Linked DNA regions of Rattus norvegicus: region 1 is linked to region 2. The links are chromatin contacts, called in public Hi-C maps. All regions are on one chromosome and are shown on one strand. The core of a region is the stretch at or near the end of the contact, and the rest is flanking DNA. Distances in the headings are between cores, read along the strand shown. Region 1 holds the start of Arhgap17 (Rho GTPase activating protein 17). Region 2 overlaps Arhgap17 (Rho GTPase activating protein 17).

The links. Hi-C and Micro-C count contacts between places; a contact is called where the count stands out from the background.
Region 1: a contact with region 2 is called in a Hi-C map of prefrontal cortex, with 2.4 times the contacts expected there. The contact joins the promoter of Arhgap17 here to the enhancer-like site in region 2. A contact is called at or near these places in 7 of 12 Hi-C or Micro-C datasets (the A7r5 cell line, frontal cortex, kidney and 3 more).

The regions. Positions count from the first base shown.
Region 1 is chr1:187,326,221-187,330,907 of GRCr8, reverse strand. Arhgap17 (Rho GTPase activating protein 17) reads left to right here and starts at 2,972. Exons shown (of 21, transcript NM_001270693.1): 1 at 2,972-3,109. The coding sequence starts at 3,057.
Region 2 is chr1:187,283,672-187,288,398 of GRCr8, reverse strand. It overlaps Arhgap17 (Rho GTPase activating protein 17), which reads left to right. Exons shown (of 21, transcript NM_001270693.1): 3 at 3,321-3,425. Among named protein-coding and RNA genes, the nearest start is that of Arhgap17, 42 kb to the left of the region's middle. Within about 2 kb of position 2,423, at least 28 of the 93 cell types and tissues checked have an H3K27ac peak or open chromatin away from gene starts, as enhancers often do. A contact at or near this core is called in the A7r5 cell line and prefrontal cortex, where this site is marked.

The sequences.
Region 1 (4,687 bases), core at 1,723-4,222, 42 kb before region 2:
TTTTCTTGTTTTCTTAGGTGCATTTATTGAATTCCTTTGGAAGCTCTGAACTTTTCAGATTTCCGTTCTTTAACTGTATCACTTTGCTCTATCACACAAGCCTGTACTTTCAAAGGTCTACATTTACGACTGCGTTTCTTTTGAATGGAGGCTGAGATGTTTTTGTGTCAAACTCTGCTACTTTGTATAGGGAATAATTATTTAAATCTTCAACTGTGTCTTCAAGTTCTTCCATTTGGGGGCTTGACTCTACTTTTTGTAGGTATGCCAGTTGGAAAAATTAAATGCCCCCCCCCTCTGTGTGTGTGTGTGTGTGTGTGTGTGTGTGTGTGTGTGTGTGTGTAGGTGCACATGTGCCACTGTGGTCAGAGAATAACTTGCTGCAGTCAGTTTTCTGCTTCTACCGTGTGGGTCCCAGAGAGAGAATTCAGTTGGTGAAGGTTGGTAGCAACCACTTTTCCTTGACAGGCCATCTCTTGTGCTCTCTAGATCGGTGTTTAGCACGGTCTGAGGTTTAGAGATTGGTGACTTCAATTCCTGAGCCACTTGGCTGAAGCATGATTTCTAACTCTTCTGCCTTTGGTTCAGAGTCACGGAGGTTTTCCGGATGCCTGTGGTTGACAACTGAATTCGATGGTTGACAGTTCCCTGGTTTCTGTTCCGTTTAAGTTCTTTATGTTGCTAGATTTCATTTTCCACCTACTAGCTCTTCCTTCTACATAGCCAAGTCTGAGCAACACTCCTCAAGGATGGGCTTTAGACACATGTCTTAAAACTTTCTCTGTCCATGTTGTGACCAAATTGACATTAAAATCCACGTCATCCACTTGGAAAGCTAATGTATAATTGGTACCACAACTGAATGAAGTTTGTACAGTGCTCCCCAATATAACAACATCTGTTTTGCATTGTTTTTTACTGCTCTCCGTAGCCTGGACTGACCTGGAATTTGTGATCCTTCTGGGTCAGCCTCTGAGTAGCTAGGTTTCAGGCCTATGTCACCACTGTCTAGTTTCATGGTAGCATCTAAATGTAGTGACTCAATGGCTGACTCAGATTGAGCAAATGGTTTTGAAGTCCTGTTTGTCTTGCTTCAATAAATCTTGTCGGATGGGGGTGCCACAAGCCTGTAATTCTAGGATTTGGCCACTGGAGGCAGGAGGATCAGAAATTTAAGGCCATCCTTTAAGGCCTACATAAGACTCCTCGGAAAAACCCAAACGAAACAAAAACAAAACAAAGCCTTATTTCAACACTTCCTGTTGTAATTAATGTTGATGACTTGCAGTTTTCTGCCTGACTCGAGGCTCCCCACTTGAGTTGTAATCGTTACAGATTTTTAAGCTTCTTGTTCTTTGAGCTTAAGATGTCCCTTGCATTAGTTTCTTTGCTCTCTGTTGTAAGGAAATGCAGGACCAGAAGCAAGTGAGGGACGAGGGACGAAAGGTTTAGTCCAGCTTTCAGTTGGAGGGAGGGATGGGGAAGGCACTGCAATAGGCATTATGGAGCCTGCCCACAGCGAGACCACATTGCCTCCACATTCAGAAAGCAGAAGGAGATGAAAGCTCCCAGCTCAGCTAGTTTTCTGTGGTCTGGGGCCACCACGGAATGAATGCTGTGGCCCACATTTAGGGTGGGCCTTCCCATATCAATGAACCCAAGGTAGATAATACTTCACAGACAGACACAGAGATTTGTTTCTAAGGTGACTCTAGATCCTGTCAAGTTGACACTTTAAACCATCACACAGACTGTGAAGGATGCCATAGCCCACTGGACACGGGGAGTGTTATGTATATGGAGCCAAGGCTGCCAAGTCAGGAGAGCATGGCTGAAAGTTATAAAACTAGCTTGGTTCAATTGGAAGAAAGGGTTCAGCAAAACAGAAATGGTCCCACTGAGTTTCCCAGCTCCACTGTACCTGCAGGGCAGGGCGGGGAATCAGAACCTTGTCATTTAAGGCAGCAGGAACTCAGAGACCCATCAGTGCAGGGGCCTAGCGAAGGCCAGTTTCCTTTGGCTGCCGGACACGGGTGTATACTCCATAGGTGGCCCTCATCTGATTGACCCTACTCTTTTAGCCTTTCCCTGCTAAAAGGAGTCGCAGGCCTCCATGACACTCACTCTCCTGATACTTTGCTCTTTGGGTAGGAAAGAGGGCAAGGGGTTCAGGTATTGAGGGCGTGGAGCTGGTTCACCCTGTAGATCTGCTTCAGCTCACTCCTGCCCAACTAGGATATACCCTGGTCAGACGCACCGCTCTAGGTTAGGTCCACTCGGCTCAGCTTAACCTCAGTTCGTTTCAGTTCTCCCTTGCTTGACTAGGCATCCTATTCGGTTAGGCTTGGCCGGACTCTCCTCCCCCTCATAACTCCCTTCCCCTGCTGGCTGGACTCCCCGGTCCGGCTGGGCAAGGCCCCATCTCTGCGTTCCGCCTTGCCGGACCGGGCCAAGATCTGAGAGGCTCACTCGCGTTCTAATTGTCACCACTAGAGTAGGTAGCTAAGTTTGGCTCTGCTCTGCCCATCCTGTTCGGCTCTAATTCAGAACCGCCGGGTCTCTTCTCCGCTCTAGCTCTCAAAGCCACGCTCATTCGTCTCCTATTGGCTCAACTCCACCCCTTGCTCACCGATTGGTTCGGCTCCACCCCTAACTTTGCCTAGCTCTACCCCGTCCTGCTCTGCCTGACTTCTCTGGTTTCGGCCGGTGTTGGCCAGCTCGGCTACACCTATCTGGTTTCGGCCCTGTTCGGTTAGGCTCCACCCACCTCGGCGCGGCCTCCCTGGTCCCCGCCCTGATCGTCTTAACTCCACCCATTTTTGGTCTGTCCGCACCTGTTCCACCTCTCTAGTTTCGGCCTCTTTCGGCTCGGCTCGGCCCCACTCGTGTTAGGGGCGGGTGGCGGGGCTGGAAGTGACGCGCGAGGGCGGGGTCGAATTGTAGCCTCCGTCACCGCCTCCGGGGCCGGGAAGCGATGTAGGTAGGACCCGCCAGACGGTCCCCAGCTCTCCTCGTCCCGAGCCCCGCGGCCTGCCGCTGCCGCCACCGCCGCCGCCATGAAGAAGCAATTCAACCGCATGAAGCAGCTGGCCAACCAGACTGTCGGCAGGCGAGTGCGCGGGGCGCGCTGGCGGGAGACGCGCGGGGGGGCGGGCCGGTCCCGCGCGCGAGGAGCCGGGGAGCGGGGAGAGCCGGGCGCGGCCCGGCCTGGGCCCCGTGGGGCGGGGGTCTGCGCCCTGTTGAGGTTTGGGCGCTGCCCATTGTCCTGCCCCGAGGAGCATCGCCCTTAGGAGACCCACGCGAGTCTTCACTCCTCCCTGTCCCCGCCAGCCGGAGCTCGCTGCCTGGTGTGAAAACTCCGTAAACTTGTGTGCCTCACGCAGTGCCAGGCGCTCAGCTTTGGGACTGGTGTTCTCAGGCTCTCCCCGCCGACCCGCTGTTGCAGCCTCCCCCCCCCCCCCCCCCCCCGGGAAGAGCTTGCTGGTCACTAGGAATCCAAAGGGTGTTAGTCGAGTGTGGCTTGCCCAGTTAAGTTCAGCCTCCCTCCCCTCTGTGAAGGAATCGAGAAGTGCAGTCTCAAAATCCAGGCTTTGGGGAATTTGCCGCGAGTTCTTGAGGTCTGGTAGGTTTTGGAAAGAGAAAAGGATGCCTTTTCTCACCTGGGATGTGGTATTTTTGTGAGACTGCGTGAGTGCTTGACAAGAAACTGATATTTTTAATGATAGAATACAGGAGGGACAGTAGATAAGAAGTAGGCTGTAGATCAGGAATGATTGCGGTTTTTAGAGCTTTCAGGAGGCTGTTGTCATGTGCTGTGCTATCTGGAACAAATATTTCAAGGTCTGCAGGGCAGATAGCTGTGCTGAACCAATTTGCTGTTTATTCTGCACAGAGAGAGATGGATTTTTCACAGCTCTCGCTCTTTCCCTCCTCCCCTAGCAGTTAAGGGGAGCTTGGTTTGGTTGAAGCACGTGAGACACTTCTTTTTTTATGTGTAGGAAAATACTTTTACTTCCTCTTGGGTGTTCTAAATTTGCTTTTTGCAATGTTTCATTTCCCTCAACTTTTTGCTAAGTTTTGTTAGTGAGTTTCTAAAAAAAAAAAGAAAGAAAAGAAAAAGAAAAAAAGAAAAAAACAAACAAAAAACCCTCTCCATCGCATAATCTTAGTATCATTTATCCAGACTCAGTCCCTGCCCCATAAACCCAGAAATGCCTAGTTTTTGTTGCTTGTAGAATTAGAGAAAGTGAAGGATCAAGGCAAGTAGTCCTAATGGCTTGAACAAGAAATATTATGAGAAGTGATTATTTCTTATGAGTCTTGTACTCCTTTCAGAGTTCTTAGTAGTATGCATGGCAGAATCAAAACTTGGTGGATACCACAATGTCTTCATTATTTATTTATCAGGTTTTGTATTGTGTGGGGCAAGGGAAAGTTGCTGGTTTTATGCAAAGTTCTGAGAGCTTTCTGTCTTGAAAACTAGGGTTTTGTGGCCCCTGCTTCTCCTTAGCCTCTCTGCCTAGTTTTATATTCTGGCCATACTTGCCCACTTTCGGTTTCCATGGGAGGCCTATGTTTCTTACATGTTATCCTCTTCCTGGAATCCCCCGAAGCTTCTCTTACCACACCTAACTGATAGATAACCTCTCTCATTCTTCACCTCACTCGGTCTCTGTGCCCTTAGAAG
Region 2 (4,727 bases), core at 1,174-3,673:
TTCACTTCCTCTTTCCTGGGTGGAACAGCATAACTGAATTAGCATGGGTTTTTGTGGGGAAAGAGACGCATGGAGTGGGGTTGTGAAAGGAAGGGGATCTGAAACTTTCTGTCATGTTATGGAGTACAGATGGTGCTACTCTTGCTCTCAAGTGCCAGGTGTTGGGATGGGTAGGGCCCGGTCACAGACTCGGGGCAGGCTAGCACTCTGATACACTGCTGGGATACTGCCCTTGAGACTGCAGGACAGGTCCTGCCCATTGCTTAGAAGCCCCAGTGGCTCCAACCTAAAGCTCTCTCTCCTGCTCATGCTCTTTCTTCACAACTCTGGCCTGCTTGGGTCTTTAGAAGCTTAGGCCATAGTAACATAGCAGATGTACCACAGCCAACCAGAGGCCTGGGACACTCTGTGTCCTCACTTCAGACCTTCCTTCCGTTTCCTGCCAGGACACTTTGGCCAGGGCTACTCTGTTCATCTGTCAAGACGTTTCCCTGACTTTGGTCTTGGAGAAGACAGTGGAGCCTTTATATGTTTCATTTCTGTTCACATCTCCACCCACTGCAAAAGGCTGAGGGAGGGTGAAGCCCAGCTGCATGGAGTCTTTGTTAAGCAGTATGTCCTGCCTGCCTGCCTTGTGCTTCCTTAACCTATACAGCAGTCTGGCTAATGAAGTGTGGCTCTGAAGACCAAGAGTTTGGCCCTACGAGTCTATCCATTCCTTCCTGTGGAGAAAGGAGCTGGCATAAGTCAGAAAAGAGTTTCCCTCCATCATAGCCTGTCAAACATCCTGAATTGTGTCAGCCACCTGCACTGACAGATTCATTCTAGATATCCTCATACTAACAGTACAGTGTTGGAATTTAGCTTGCACACATCCTTTTGATAACATCTTTATTTGTTTATTTGCTTACTGTTGTGCTGAAAACCACAGGCCTTTGCACAAAGTAGGAAAGTGGTCTGCCCCGAGCATCAGTCCAGCCTCATCTCTTCTTGGTTATTTGCAGTGCCCAACTCGATGTTTGTGCTGTGTGCATAGTCCTCATGCTGGGCTGTTTAGGGAACAGCAATGAGAACTCTGCACATGGTCTTACAGAAGTTTTCTTTTGAAGGTTTTTGGTCCATGGTTGGCTAAATGTTACAGATGTCCAAATCCATCCATGGATCTGGGGACTGGGTCTGGGGGTTGTTTTGGGTTTTGGTTCTAGTGCTGGGGATTGAACCAAGAGCAATCTAAGATCTCTTCTGCTTTGAGCCACACCTACAGTCTAGTATTTTTTTTTAAAAAAACTTTTTTTTTTAAAGGTAGGCAGATTCTAAGTTCAAGGCCAGCCTACAAAACAAAGATCTGTGTACATTCTTGGCCCTTGTTAGTTCAGGGCACTTGTTTAAGTCCACTTCCTTCCTGAAGTGCTGTTTGTGCACTTTAGCTCCAGCTCGGTTTTCATGTTTTCGTGCTGTCTTGCCACAGTACTTACATCATCACATTTAACCCTTGATGTTCTGAGGCGAGACCCTTGTAGTTGGAGAAGAGCTGTCTTCATTGTCTGTGGGGTGTGAAAGCTTTGTCCCCTCTGGAATACCCTACTTTGATAATACAGACCTTTCTTTGCTGTCTTCATAACTGCCACAGGTATTTACACAATCAATCAATCTCTCTCTCTCTCTCTCTCTCTCTCTCTCTCTCTCTCTTCTGCTGTTTTTAACTTGAAGGAAAAGAACAACAACAACAAAACCCTCCAAAATAGTAGGTTCTGGTGCTAACTCTACTGCCAGGGCTGACCCTGTGGCCTAGGATTAAGTTAATCCCCCAGTGCCTCAGTTTCCACTAGACTCCAGTGAAGTTGCTGGCATTTTCTGCCCCATGGGGAGAGACTAATGAAGGCGGGCTAATGAGGGAATGGACAAAATTGTGGTGCATCTTGACAATGGAGCCTGAGAGACAGGTTTGTTTCAAGCTGCTCTGATCACCACTACAGGCCACCAGGTTTGTGTTGCTGGCCTGTCTCTGAGGTGACACTACCTTCTCTGATCTCTTTCTGCCAGAGCTGCCTTTTATTTTAATGGCATAGTGTTGCACCAGGAGACTGTGAACTGCAGCAGATGGAGACCAGAATGTCTTCTCTGTTGCTTTTCTAATATCTGGCACAGAAGAGTACTCAGTACTTGTCTAACATAGTCAAGAGACCTGTGGCAGATAGTGAGCCAGGCCCTTGGGGGACCAGTGAACCAGACAGACAGGGCTCTTGCCCTCATGGAGTTGGTGTGTTGATGAGAAGTTCCGGGATTCTGGGTGTCATTTGCTCTTAAGGCATCCAGAGACTGTTAGTTTTCTAATGCTCTGCCATGTGGCCACTGTAGATGGGGTGCTATGGCATGTGCTCCTGAGTGTCAGCCTGCCTGCGGGTCATAGTCTGGTGACTGGGGTGTGGGTCTGAAGAGACGCTCCCTGTGTCCAGGTACCTTTGAGAAACAGGCACAAAGCAACTAGGGGCCACAACGCATTCTGTTTTGATTTTGCTGATTTCTCATTAAAATGGAAAGCATCCCTGAGGACTGGCTCTCACTCTGCATGAGTCATCAGAACTCACATTTTTGGCATTCCTTCCTGTAACAAGCAGCCCTCTTTGCCATAAACAGCTATATTCCAGCAGTCTTATTTTGAGAGGCTATTCAGGATGTGTGGGTTCCTAGGCCAGTGTTCCCTACTGCTAGGTATCCATTTTGCTGTGGGGGCCTCATTAAAAGAGAAACAAAAACCTACCCCAAACTTAATATGGAAGAAGGTTTTTATACTGATTCTGTTTTGGCTGTGCCACCTGGATTTTGGGTCTATTGCCCTGTGTGTGGAAGACCCAATTATCTGTGCTTCTGCTGTCCCTATTGACTTGTCCCCCGTGGCAGTAGGTAGGAGTTGGTTTGATTGGACTAGAGCTTTGCTGGTGCTCTAACTGCCACTACTTGGCCTCATAAATGTAGACACAATTGTCCCTTAACCTAAACAGATTCAGCTTTGGAGGCTAGCTGTGTGCTTTCCTGGAGATGACATCTTGGGGCGTGGGGTGCTACTTACATCTAGTACGTAGAGGCCAGAGATGCCACTAAACACACACCACAGTGTACAGGACAACCTCCTGCAACCCAGGACCATTGTGTGTCAGCAGTAAGAACTGTGGTATGAATAGGAGCTGTCTGTCAACACCCAAGAGCTGAGAATTTTCATTGCAGCTTGCTTTTCCTACCTCCATGCACACACCACACATGGAGAAAGCTGAATTTCTTTCTAAGGCCTGAAAATTGCTCTTTTGTCTCTGCGTTGACAGATTGAACGTCGACTGGACACTGTGCGGTCAATGTGCCACCATTCACATAAGCGTTTGATAGCCTGCTTCCAAGGTCAGCATGGCACCGATGCTGAGAGGAGACATGTGAGTATCAGATTCGCCTCAGAGCCATATTACAGCGGCAGTTCAGTAGCACGTCATGAAGCTAGTTAGGGTTGCTGCTTTGATAATCACCAGACACCGAAGAAGGACGGGCTAGTATGCAAATAACTGTGTCACCCTTTGAGTTTCCCACAGTTAATTACAGGTACCTGACCACAAAGTTCTCCCTCTATTTTGTAATAGTTAGGATTCTGCAGTTGTGTAAATCTAGTGGGCATTTGCATACACCTGTGTGTCCTGGAATGCTTGCTTTGGTCTGTCCCTCAGAGACAGATGTCATTGGTTCTGTCCCCACTGTTCTTGTTCTAGCCCGGCTTCTGCTCTGCTGACCTTTCACCTTTATCTCGGTCCTCCTGTAGCTGTCTTGCTGGTTAGCCCTGTGTTTCTCATTGTGGGTGTCTTTAAAATTCCTCACCCCTGCCTCATCCCTCCCTTCTCCTCAAGGTGAGACCTGCTTATCATAAATACCTGAGCTGTCTGAGCTGTCATCTTGTTTCCTTTCTGAACCACATTTCCTGTCTCTAAGTTTCCATCCTTTCTAGTCAGTTTTCCGTCTGTTTGTCAGAGTCATTGCCAAAGTGGGAAACTGCATATTCTGTGGTGCTGCTGGCAGAGCTGGACACCAGAGGTGCCCCAAAAGCTGATGGGACCTCTTAAGGGGCTCTGCTGGTTGCCAGGGCCTGGAATACACTTAGCATGATTTAAACTCTTTGTATTCCAATCCCTTTTTGCCTCAGCAGGGTTCTTTGTTCCTTCCTCTCATTCCCACTGGGTCCAGCCACATAATACCCAATGGTCCCTAAATATAATACTGGCAGCCATGTCCTGTTGTTTTTGATGTCTGCTTTGAGATAAACTGCCACACCTCTTCATTAAAAACAAACTGAATTTTTATCAAATACCTACTGTGCTTGAGCGCTCGAGATATAAGAGTGCTTGTGTCCTGGTTGTGTGAGGGGTGCCACTAGTGGATAATTATAAAATGGCATGGTGAATAAAACATGCATAGGGTGGGCTGTGAGAACAGAGAGCAAAGTCAGGTGGGCTTCCTGAGGGCTCAGTGCCTGACCTGTAGACTGGAGAGTGGCTGGTGGAGGGAACGTGCCAGCAGTAGGAGCAAGGAGCTTCATCCTAGTTTCTGCAATGTTTGATGACTTAGATTTCCCCTAAAACCTCAAGCAAATGTGCCAAAGAAAAGACTCTGAGGAGAGACATGACAGTGTTGCCATGACAGTGTTGAGAACGATTAGGAGTCCTCAGGAGAGCATATAACAGGCGGAGGCA